Regions from separate parts of the Zea mays genome. Here region 2 is linked to region 1. The links are chromatin contacts, called in public Hi-C maps. All regions are on one chromosome and are shown on one strand. The core of a region is the stretch at or near the end of the contact, and the rest is flanking DNA. Distances in the headings are between cores, read along the strand shown. Region 1 holds the start of LOC100272413. Region 2 holds the start of LOC100191349.

What was found. A called contact is a pair of places that touch in the nucleus more often than the background predicts.
Region 2: a contact with region 1 is called in a Hi-C map of root tip, with 5 times the contacts expected there. The contact joins the promoter of LOC100191349 here to the promoter of LOC100272413 in region 1. A contact is called at or near these places in 5 of 25 Hi-C or Micro-C datasets (ear, leaf, root tip and 1 more).

What each region holds. Positions count from the first base shown.
Region 1 is chr7:89,898,248-89,903,126 of Zm-B73-REFERENCE-NAM-5.0, forward strand. It overlaps LOC100272413, which reads right to left and starts at 2,673. Exons shown (of 4, transcript NM_001146891.1): 1 at 2,278-2,673; 2 at 1,585-1,702; 3 at 1,234-1,436; 4 at 33-1,149. The coding sequence starts at 1,112. The coding sequence ends at 261.
Region 2 is chr7:90,142,611-90,147,767 of Zm-B73-REFERENCE-NAM-5.0, forward strand. LOC100191349 reads right to left here and starts at 1,650. Exons shown (of 2, transcript NM_001136783.2): 1 at 1,509-1,650; 2 at 1-690. The coding sequence starts at 673.

The DNA.
Region 1 (4,879 bases), core at 1,423-3,922:
GGAAGCAAGACAAAATCTACTGAAAATGTATTAAAAATGCGAACTCCTTGTTAGAGATAGACTGCACCCATATGTCATCAGTTTTTCTAAGAACAAAATGAAAGAAACTGTGCTCATGTATTCTGACATAGATGGACTGAAACCTGAATCCGTATTCATTGTTGTATTCTGACAAATATAAAAAACATAGAGAGGAGCTTTCAGCTGAATACAACATAAGCAAGTGCAGGTTTCAGTATAACACATCACTGATTGCAGCCTCAAAGGACATCAAGTTCACCTTCAATCGCAGCGAAGTCAAACCCACTCCAATCAAGCTCTGCATCCAGATTGAAAGCTGGATCATCCATTGGAAGAGGCAGGTGGCTAATGTCAGCCAGGCCAATATAGTGCTCATACAGATGCTCATCTCTTGAACCGATGAAATCGCTGATCGGGAATGCATCTTCCAGGCTCGTGAAATTGTCAAGTGGAAGCTCATCAGTTGGGCTGACAGGGTCGTCACAAACAGGAATCTCATCTATCCGTCCTAACAAATCGTCCATTGAAATCCCCTTGGGTGTGAGAGAGAAGTTCAGAAAGACTTCATCTACAGGCTCAGGATCTTTCTCCACGAGCACTCTAGTCTGCGGTTCATGCCCTGTCTGCTCACATGGGGGAGACGAAGATACGCAAGAAACCGAGGATGAACTTGATAGAGCTGCACGTTCTGATACAGACCGTTGGTTCTTGATGGCTAGCAACTCTTCACGGATCTGTTTTGCATACGCCTGATATGCCGCAGCAGCAGCCTCCTCAGAGTCATACGAGCCAATCCACTTCCTGGTTTTTCTCACAGGATCACGAATCTCGGCTGCCCATCGACCCCAGCGTCGCCTGCGCACGCCACGGAACCTGCTTGATTTACCCTTCTTCTCTGAAACCTCCAGGTCCTTTGCTCCACACGGCACAAGGGTCTTCAGACTATTAGATGTCTTCGAGTTTGTCACTGGGACTAGTATCTCCATAACCATTTTCTTCACTGCGATGATCTGGCCATCTTCATCATCAGATGAGTCAGTAGCATCAGGATCAGAACAGAAAATGCGGACCTTCTGCACCGAGGGCCGCATCTTGACACACCGCTTCCAGATTGACCACAAATGAGACCTGCAGACAGGTTAGGTTAGTTTGAAATATAAAAATGTAAGGTTACAGTTTCACGTATGTTGAATAGGATACATGTTTACATACGGAGGAAACTTTTTGGATAAAGTTGGGGCAGTCTCTTGAACTGCGCAAGAACTGCAGCACAGATGGAATCTGGCAAATCAGAATAGGGGTTCTCTCTAACTTCTGATGGAAACCGGAAAAGCGAAGATCTTCAGACTCAACTCGGAAATCCTGCTGGCTGTTTGAACTTGGAGGAAACGTAATGAAATCCACCCAAACCAGACCTGATAGAATATACAAACCAGACAAGATTGTAAGATGATGCACCTGCTTCAATCAAGTTTTGAAAAAGGGAAATCTTTGTGACAGTAAAAACAGCAGATACAATTGATAAATAATTCAAGAAATATGTCCTTGTAGTTAAACACTTACCCAAGACTGACTGTGATTTGGGGGGGATTCTTGAACTCTTTTACTATCTCAGGTGCGGCAAAGTAGGAAGCGAGGGCCTAAATGTAGAAACCCAGAGTACTTCACCCCAAATCCAAATCTGAAACCATTGTGCATTACTAGAGGAAACTTTCCAAATTCAAATAAACGGAACAATATTTACTTATGTAAACCTCCATCTTTGCATGCCAAACCAAAAGGTGGCATTTTGATGGTCATATCATATCATAGGAAACGGGAGATTCAGTTATGAAAACGTTTCGACGCATTGTGAGCTGGTTATTGCCAAATGTGGGAATTAACGTGAATAGTAGAGAACGCAATTACTGTACATGGTAAGAAATTGATCAGTTGAGTCATGGCAACTTCCATATTAGTATTATATTTACAGCTGTAAGATGACCAAACATTTTTAAGGAGCGCGGATAAGAAAAATCATGCTGACAACATTGAACAAATTAGCAAGGGGCTGCGCTGCCATACATTACTATTAAGGGTTTGAGTGGCATGTATACAATTAACCCTATTATTAATGTCGGACAGAGAGACAACAGATACCATAGCCACTCTCTAATCTCTATGTATATAAACTGGTGACTGGATGGAAGAGAGTAGCAGAGCAGATTGAATCCTTGGTGTGAAACAACCAGCCAATCGAACAGCGAGTTATATTACCCTGAGATCCTGAAGCGAAACCCGCAGTCTCTGGCGCCCCCCTGCCCAGGCTGGAGAAAGGAGCAAGAAGAGGATGCTGACGACGTGAGCTCAGAACCATGGAGCGGCAGCAGAGCAGGCGACATAAATCAACAGCTAGCGCGCTGCGGATCAATCAAATAGAGAGAAGAATCAGAAATAGGCCCGATGTGAACCAGACCATAGGAGAAACAAAGCTGCTATCTTTTTTTTTCTATTCCCACGAGAAATTGATTGGTTTCATAGATGTAAAAAAAACAGAGAAGTATTACGTTGTCACCGACGTATAATGCCCAGAGAAAATTAAATACCATGAAAAGAAATAACCCGAAAAACACTAGATCGCAGAATCAAAGGAAAATCGAAACGCAATTCTCGCCCGAACAAGAAGAAGCAACTGACCGGGTAGAGAAGAGAGCACAGCACTTACGATAGTTCTGGTGCCACGTCGATCTACGGAGCCCACAACACCGAAGCAGTGAATACTAGGGGGTACGTCGATGGAATGGGAACCACCCGGAATCCGAGGAGAGGCGGATCGGGAGGGTCCAGGCAGGGGACGGGGGAGAGGCGAGATGAGCCCCGAAAGGAGAGGGCGAGGGGGTTTAATGGGTCTTGCTTGGGGCGGAAGAGCAGGGGAGGAGTGGTCGGGTCGGTTCGGTCGGGTCAGGTCAGGTGGGGAGACGACGATGAGGAGGAGCGGTGCAGGGAGACGAAACGTGTGAGGCGATGGCGCAGGCACAGTAAATTATATAACAACAAATAATAGTAATAATAATGGTAATGCCGCCTGGGCCTGGGCGTACCGCAAAATCCCACGGGTACGCCGTCCTGTGTACCCGGATTTACCATTAATGTCTATATTTATTTATATCAGCTGATACCAGGTACTAGACTACCTGGAACCAATTGTAGCATTGCTGGATTTCCAAAATTCTACGATAATGATGTTCTGATTCTTCTTCTGTATTTTAAAATACGTTAACTGCCGTAATTTTTTAATAAAAAAACAAAGTGTTTTTTTTCAAAAACTAATACACTTTTCACGAAAAGGCTTGCTATTATTGTTCTTTTTTATCAAACTAAAATAAAACAATAAACATCCGTAACGATATGTATCGTATCGATACCAAGTTCTCTTCACTTGACACAAATCATTGTGTAATCAAGTTTTTTTATGATCGGCATGCAATCAAACTATCGAAAATCAGGGAAAAAAAGTCTTAAAGCATTTATAGATGTATTTTGTTATTCACTCTATCAACATATCAAATGTTAAACTCTATTTCACCTTATGTTACAAGACCAAAAAACTATTTAATATTACGAATTAAAAATAGTTGAATTTTCTCTTTTTTACATATCTTAAATTTAGAGAGGTTAAATTTTAATACATTAGTAAGATAAATAATAAAGTGGATCAATGACTTTTTATTGTTTTTGGTAGTTTAATTGTATAACGATTACCCAACAAGTTTTATTACGCAAAAATTTTTCCCTAGTCGCTTTAGTGTTCATCTCTATAGATATTCCATGTCTGTTTGAAAGGCGTCGAGAAGCAGCCGCACAAAGGTGAGGTGAGCCGCACTTTCCTCAATAGGGGTTTTGTTTCGGTGCGCCCTCCGCTCCACGCATGCATCCATGTTCACACGCTGGCTCGCCAAAAAGTTCGGTATGCGTTTTTGAGCCTCTTGGACTGGTCTTTGCGACTGCGTATCCACTGTCATCATGCAACATGACACGATAGGCCTCAGACTGTCATGCAACCAGCTGGAGTTACCTTCCAAACATGGCATGCTCCGAACATTTGTTGTCTTTTATATGAAAAAACTCTTCCAAATCTCAAAAGTGAATCTGGGTAGCATTTTATAAACAAAAGGAAGAGTCTAAATTACTCTCCTCATCTATAAACAATGTACATACAACTCCTTAAGTTTTTTTTTTATTTCATGTTTGAGTTGGTTCAATCTGTACCTTAACAAAAAAAAAAATTTTATATACAAACTGAGTTTTCGGTTGAATTTTTGGTTAGCAGCTTGTCGGGGACCATAATTAGGGGTACCCCCAAGACTCCTAATCTCAGCTGGTAACCCCATCAGCACAAAGCTGCAAAGGCCCGATAAGCGCGATTAAGGTCAAGGCTCAGTCCACTCAAGGGATACGATCTCGCCTCGCCCGAGCCCAGCCTCGGGCAAAGGCAGCCGACCCCGGAGGATTCACGTCTCGCCCGAGGCCCCCCTCGAGCAACGGACACACCTTCGGCTCCCCCAAGGTCCAGTCTTCGCAGAGAAGCAACCTTGGCCAGATCGCCACGCCAATCGACCATATCGCAGGAGCATTTAATGCAAGGATGGCCTGACACCTTATCCTGACGCGCGCTCCTCAGTCGACAGAGCCGAAGTGACCGCAGTCACTTCGCCGCTCCACTGACCGACCTGACAAGAAAACAGCGCCGCCTGCGTCACTCCGACTGTTGTGCCACTCGATAGAGTGAGGCTGACAGCAGCCAAGTCCGGCCTCGGGCGCCATAGGAAGCTCCGCCTCGCCCGACCCCAGGGCTCGGCCCCCCGTCTCGGCCTCGGAA
Region 2 (5,157 bases), core at 400-2,899, 240 kb after region 1:
CGTCCAGTTGAAACCAGCCTTCGCCCCTGGACTCCATCGCTGCGAAGACCGACCTGTGCTCGCCTGTAAGGAACCAGAACACGGGGGCCAGCATCAAGGAGAGGAAGTTGTTGTAGAGCACGAAGCCCCAGGTGTTGAGCCCCAGGCTGGTGACGATGTGCTTGATGTACACCATCTCAGTCGTTATGGTCACCAGGTACGCGAGCGCCCACGAGTACGCCGTGAGGCTGAACGCCGAATCCGTCGTCACGTAGCCGACCGCTCCGCCCAGGATGACCACGAGGGACAGGAACGTGAACTTGGAAGGGCATGGCTGCTTCCGGAACGTCGTGTCGGCGATGGCGACCAGGAGCGGGGTCAGGGATCTGAAGACTATGAAGGTGTCGACGTTGGCGTGGCAGAGGAGGTTCGTGTTGGTGAATATGGCTAGGTAGAAGACGAGAGCCGCCGGCGCGAACTTCTTTGCGGTCTCCAGGTTGAAGGGGTCATGTGTGAGGAAGCCTAGCTTTCCGAGGATCCAGACACCAGCAGCGGATGTCGAGTACTGTAGAGCGGTCAGGAGGCCTGGGAAACCGAACTTTGTCACGGCGTACTTGTTGATGATCGAGAGCAGGCTCGAGCACAGCGCGTACCCAACCACAAGGCTGCTCGTAGTGTAGTACTCCTTCGCCATCACAGCAGAATGTTCACCTGCAATAGGTTTCGGTGTCAGCAAAGCATTCAGACCGATTCGTTCAATGTCCGTCCAGCTACTCAGCAGTCTGCTTTGCTTCTGAAATAAAATAACCAAACATTTTTGTTGAATTGCTAACTGGTTCTACAAAGATTTCAAGGTACCAACATCAACAACGCGGAGAAGTTGGAATGGTCAACAGGATGCAAGATTTCAGGCCAATTCTCTGAAATTTCAGACAATTTACTGACATCATTATGTGCCCGGGAGTATTGCCATATCAGTAGAATTATGTGCGTACGAACGTGAATATACTATCACCGACAAATCTTGCAATGTAGAAACGGCACCCAAGTAGCTGAAACTCCAAATAGAAGATGAAGTATTATATCGTTTCGATCACCAGGCCTTAAAAAAAATCCAAATGTAATGAAACAATTCGCGGCTTCACTGCACATCACAAGGCTCAACGGCAAGGAAAACAACCCAAGTAATCAGATGACAGGTTTGAACGGCAGCTCCACTCCACACCGGATAAAGATTTCAACAAGCGGACGGAGGGCGCTATTGTTTGGGGGAAATATTGGCGCTCCAAGCACGCGGCCAGTCAGCTACCAACTGTATCAGGATAGATTTGGGCCCAAATCGAAACCTGCCTGATTTTTTGCAGGTTTCTTTGATGCGTGTTGCCAAGGACAAAAAGGAAACGAAGGAAGAACTGATTAGGCAGCGCCTGCCTCCAGATCCTGGACCGAGCGCGCCCGTCCCGAGAGAAGAGACGATCTGGCGAACGGTGCGGGGAGAAGGAACGGGAGAGGGAGTGAGAGACGCGTACTGACTGAGGCAGGCGCAGCCGCATTCCGTCCGCCGCCGCGTTTGGGGCTCCTCCGGGCTTGTGCAAGCCAAGTGCAATGCGTGGCTCTTTCTCTTTCTCTGTGTGTGGTGTGGGACGGGGACGGGAGCTGATTGGTTTATACGTGAACACCACTTGAGGAGAAGGAAGAAACTTCAAATCCAATTAAAATAGTTGAACGCGAGGTGTCCGTAAGACTACAACACGTCAGAGGAACCTCCATCCAAAAAAAAATCCATCTCGTAAGAAAATCTCAGGTTTCACTAAATTTATATGTAATTGTATCAATATTAATATATGTAGGTATATTTGTTATGAAAATATATAATATAATTAATTTAATAATATCTATTTGGTATGATAAAGATTAATAGGTTTTACATATATATTTAGTCAAATCTAGAAGTATTTGATTTATTAAAGTACAAAAATGCGTATTTATTTCATCAACTACATGAAAGCGACAATCGACCTATCCATTGATACCTGTTTCTTGATACCTTCCCCTCGCTGAATGTTTTAACCATCATAGTATCTTGTAGCCGTAATTCTAGTTTCTTTTCTTATAGTCGTAATTTTTTAGAGGTTATCTTCAGCAGATTACCCATGTTATCTCATATTTTATTCTTTATTTTAAACTTTATTCCATAAACAACACAATTTACAGTGTAAAACATTATTTTGCACGATCATATACACAATCTGCTAGACACAACCTAAAGCTGGTTTAATAGCGCACAAAATCAATCGCTGACATAGGTGGGGTGGTTGTCTTAGCTTCAATGTTTAATATGATTGTAGGTATACATGTCCAAAACGGGCCGGCCCGTGGTGTAGCCCGGCGCCCGGCATGCCCAAGCACGGGAAAGGCCCGGCCCAGCACGACGGCCGGCGTGCCCGTGCCAGCCCGGCCCGGTGCACGTGCCGTGCTTGGGCTGCCAAGTGGGCCCGTGGTGCAGGCACGAGCATGGCCCACGTAACACGCGACACGACGCCGACCCGTTAACCACATCCGCAAATAAACGCGTATAGGGCACGGCTCGTACCGTCGCGTCGACGTCGCGTAACCCTAGCATCCACTATTCCTCTCTCGGCCTCTCCGTCTCCTGTGGGCGCGTGGCGGCGACAGGCGACTCGGCTTCGGTGTCCTCGCCTCCGGTGTCGACGGAGCGGTGAACTCTGGTGTCCTCGCCTCCTGCTCCTCTCCTCTCTTGCTTCATCCTCTCTGTGAACTCTCTACATCTCTCCATCGACCCTCGCTAACCCTAACCCTAAAACTCGATCTTCGCCAAGCTCGCTCCTCTGCCTCTACCGTCAGCCATCCGGTTCGTGGATCCGGTGCTCCGGTGTTGCAGGTAAGGTTTTCTTGGTCTTGCTCTCGTCTCTCTCTTAATCCTAGTCCTAGTCTTCTTGTTCTTGATCTTGTTGCTTCGATTCGTCGAGGTGTGCACCGTGTGTGTGCGCCGCGCGCCGTGAGGAGCCGGAGAAGCCGACCGAGGCAGTGGCCATGTCCACAGTCTCGGCTGACGACGAGCTCAGTCTTGATGCGGTGATCGAGGAGCGGAGGCTTGAAGCGCAGAACGAGGCAGACGATGCCCGGTGCCTCCTCCTTAGTACCACCTCCGCTGGTGCCATCGATCTGGACGGCGCCGGTGCACAAACGAGGACGGGCTCCACAAGCCCGACGGCCGACGCGAGCACCTCTGTCCCTATGCCTGGTAAACGTTCTAGAAGGAGAGGTCCGACCTCTAAGGTATGGCTGCACTTTGAGGAGGTAACTGCGATTCAAAATGGTAAGGAGGTAAGAGTATCTGCCATTTGTCTTCACTGCAAGAATAGCATGTCTGCTAAATCTTCATCTGGAACTGGCCATTTGATCCGACACCTGGATGTTTGCCCTGCTAAGAAAGAAAAAGACAGATCTGGAAAAACACAGTCTTTGCTTAAATATAATGCAGATGGACCTGTTAATCACTGGGAGTATTCCCCTTCTGTTGCTAGAACTGAGCTTTGTCGTTTAATAGCTAGGCTAGACCTGCCACTTTGTTTTGGTGAATCTAGTGCTTTTCAGGAGTATATAACCCATGCCCACAATCCAAGGTTTATTAAATCTTCTAGGCAAACTACTGCTAGAGACTTGATCCGACTGTTTAATGAGCGTGTTGAACAACTGATTGAAGTACTTAAACATGTTTCATCTGTTGCTTTGACATCTGATATATGGTCTGGTAAAGCTAAAGAGGACTATATAAGTGTTGTTGCTCATTTTGTGAACTCTGATTGGTGTTTAGAAAAGAGATTACTTGGTCTTAGACCTGTAGAGGTAGCTCATACAGGTCTTAACATTGCTGAACGTGTTGAAATGGTTGCAAATGACTTTAGCATTACTGATAAGATTTTTGCCATTGTGCTTGATAATGCCTCATCTAACAAAACTGCTATTGATGTTCTGAAACCTGTCTTTGCTGGTTATATTGGGCATTTGATACCTGCACCTACTAGGAATGAGAGTGATTTGAGTAATATATTTTTGCATCAGCGTTGTGCTTGCCATATTATTAATCTGGTTGTTAAAAGTTGTTTGAAACGTTTACAACCATATCTTGAAGACTTTAGGACTGCTATAACATTTTTAAACTCTTCAAATCAAAGAATTGCTTCTTATAAACAATATTGCATGAGTGTTGGTGTTAGACCACGTAAATTTGGAGTAGATATGGATGTTAGATGGAATTCAACATTCCTGATGCTTAAACATTTAGTTCCTTATCATAGCACTTTCTATGTGTGGATTAGAACTAATTATCCTGGCAAAGATGATGGGTCTTGTTTGTTGAGTGATAATCATTGGGTTGTTGCAGAAAAATTATTGTCTTTCTTTTAGTTATTCTATGACTCAACTGTTGCACTATCTGGAATATATTACCCTACATCACCCTTAATGTTGCACCATATTTTGAAAATTGCTAGACATCTAAATGCATATGAGAACCATGAACTTTTAAGAACTGCTGTTGTGCCTATGAAAACAAAATTTCTGAAATATTGGAGGGACATACCCATTCTTTATGCATTTGCTTTCATTCTTGATCCTAGAGCAAAGATGAGGGGCTTCCATAAAGTTCTTCAAAGATTATCTACTCTTAATGGGACTGATTATAGTAGATATCCTTCATGTATTAGAACCAAATTAACTAAGACGTATCAAATTTATGAGGCCAAATTTGGAGGTATTTGCTTAAATCCTCAACCACAGTCAGGTAGTGGTTCTAGTAAGGCCACAGAGGCATGGGATGATATATATGGTGATGATGAAAGTTATAGCAATACTGGTACAGGTGGTACATCTGGTACATCTACTGGTTTATCTGAGTTAACTTCTTACCTTGACAGTGACACTAAAACTAAATTTGGGCCTGATTTCAACATTCTTATGTGGTGGCAACGCCACAATCAAACTTATCCTATTCTTTCTATACTAGCTAAAGATGTGTTGACTGTCCCTGTTTCTACAATATCTTCAGAATCTACTTTCAGTCTAGCTAGCAGGGTGCTCGAGGAGCGACGACGACGGTTGACGACAGACATGGTGGAGGTGCTCTCCTGTATCAAAGATTGGGAGTTGGCTGAC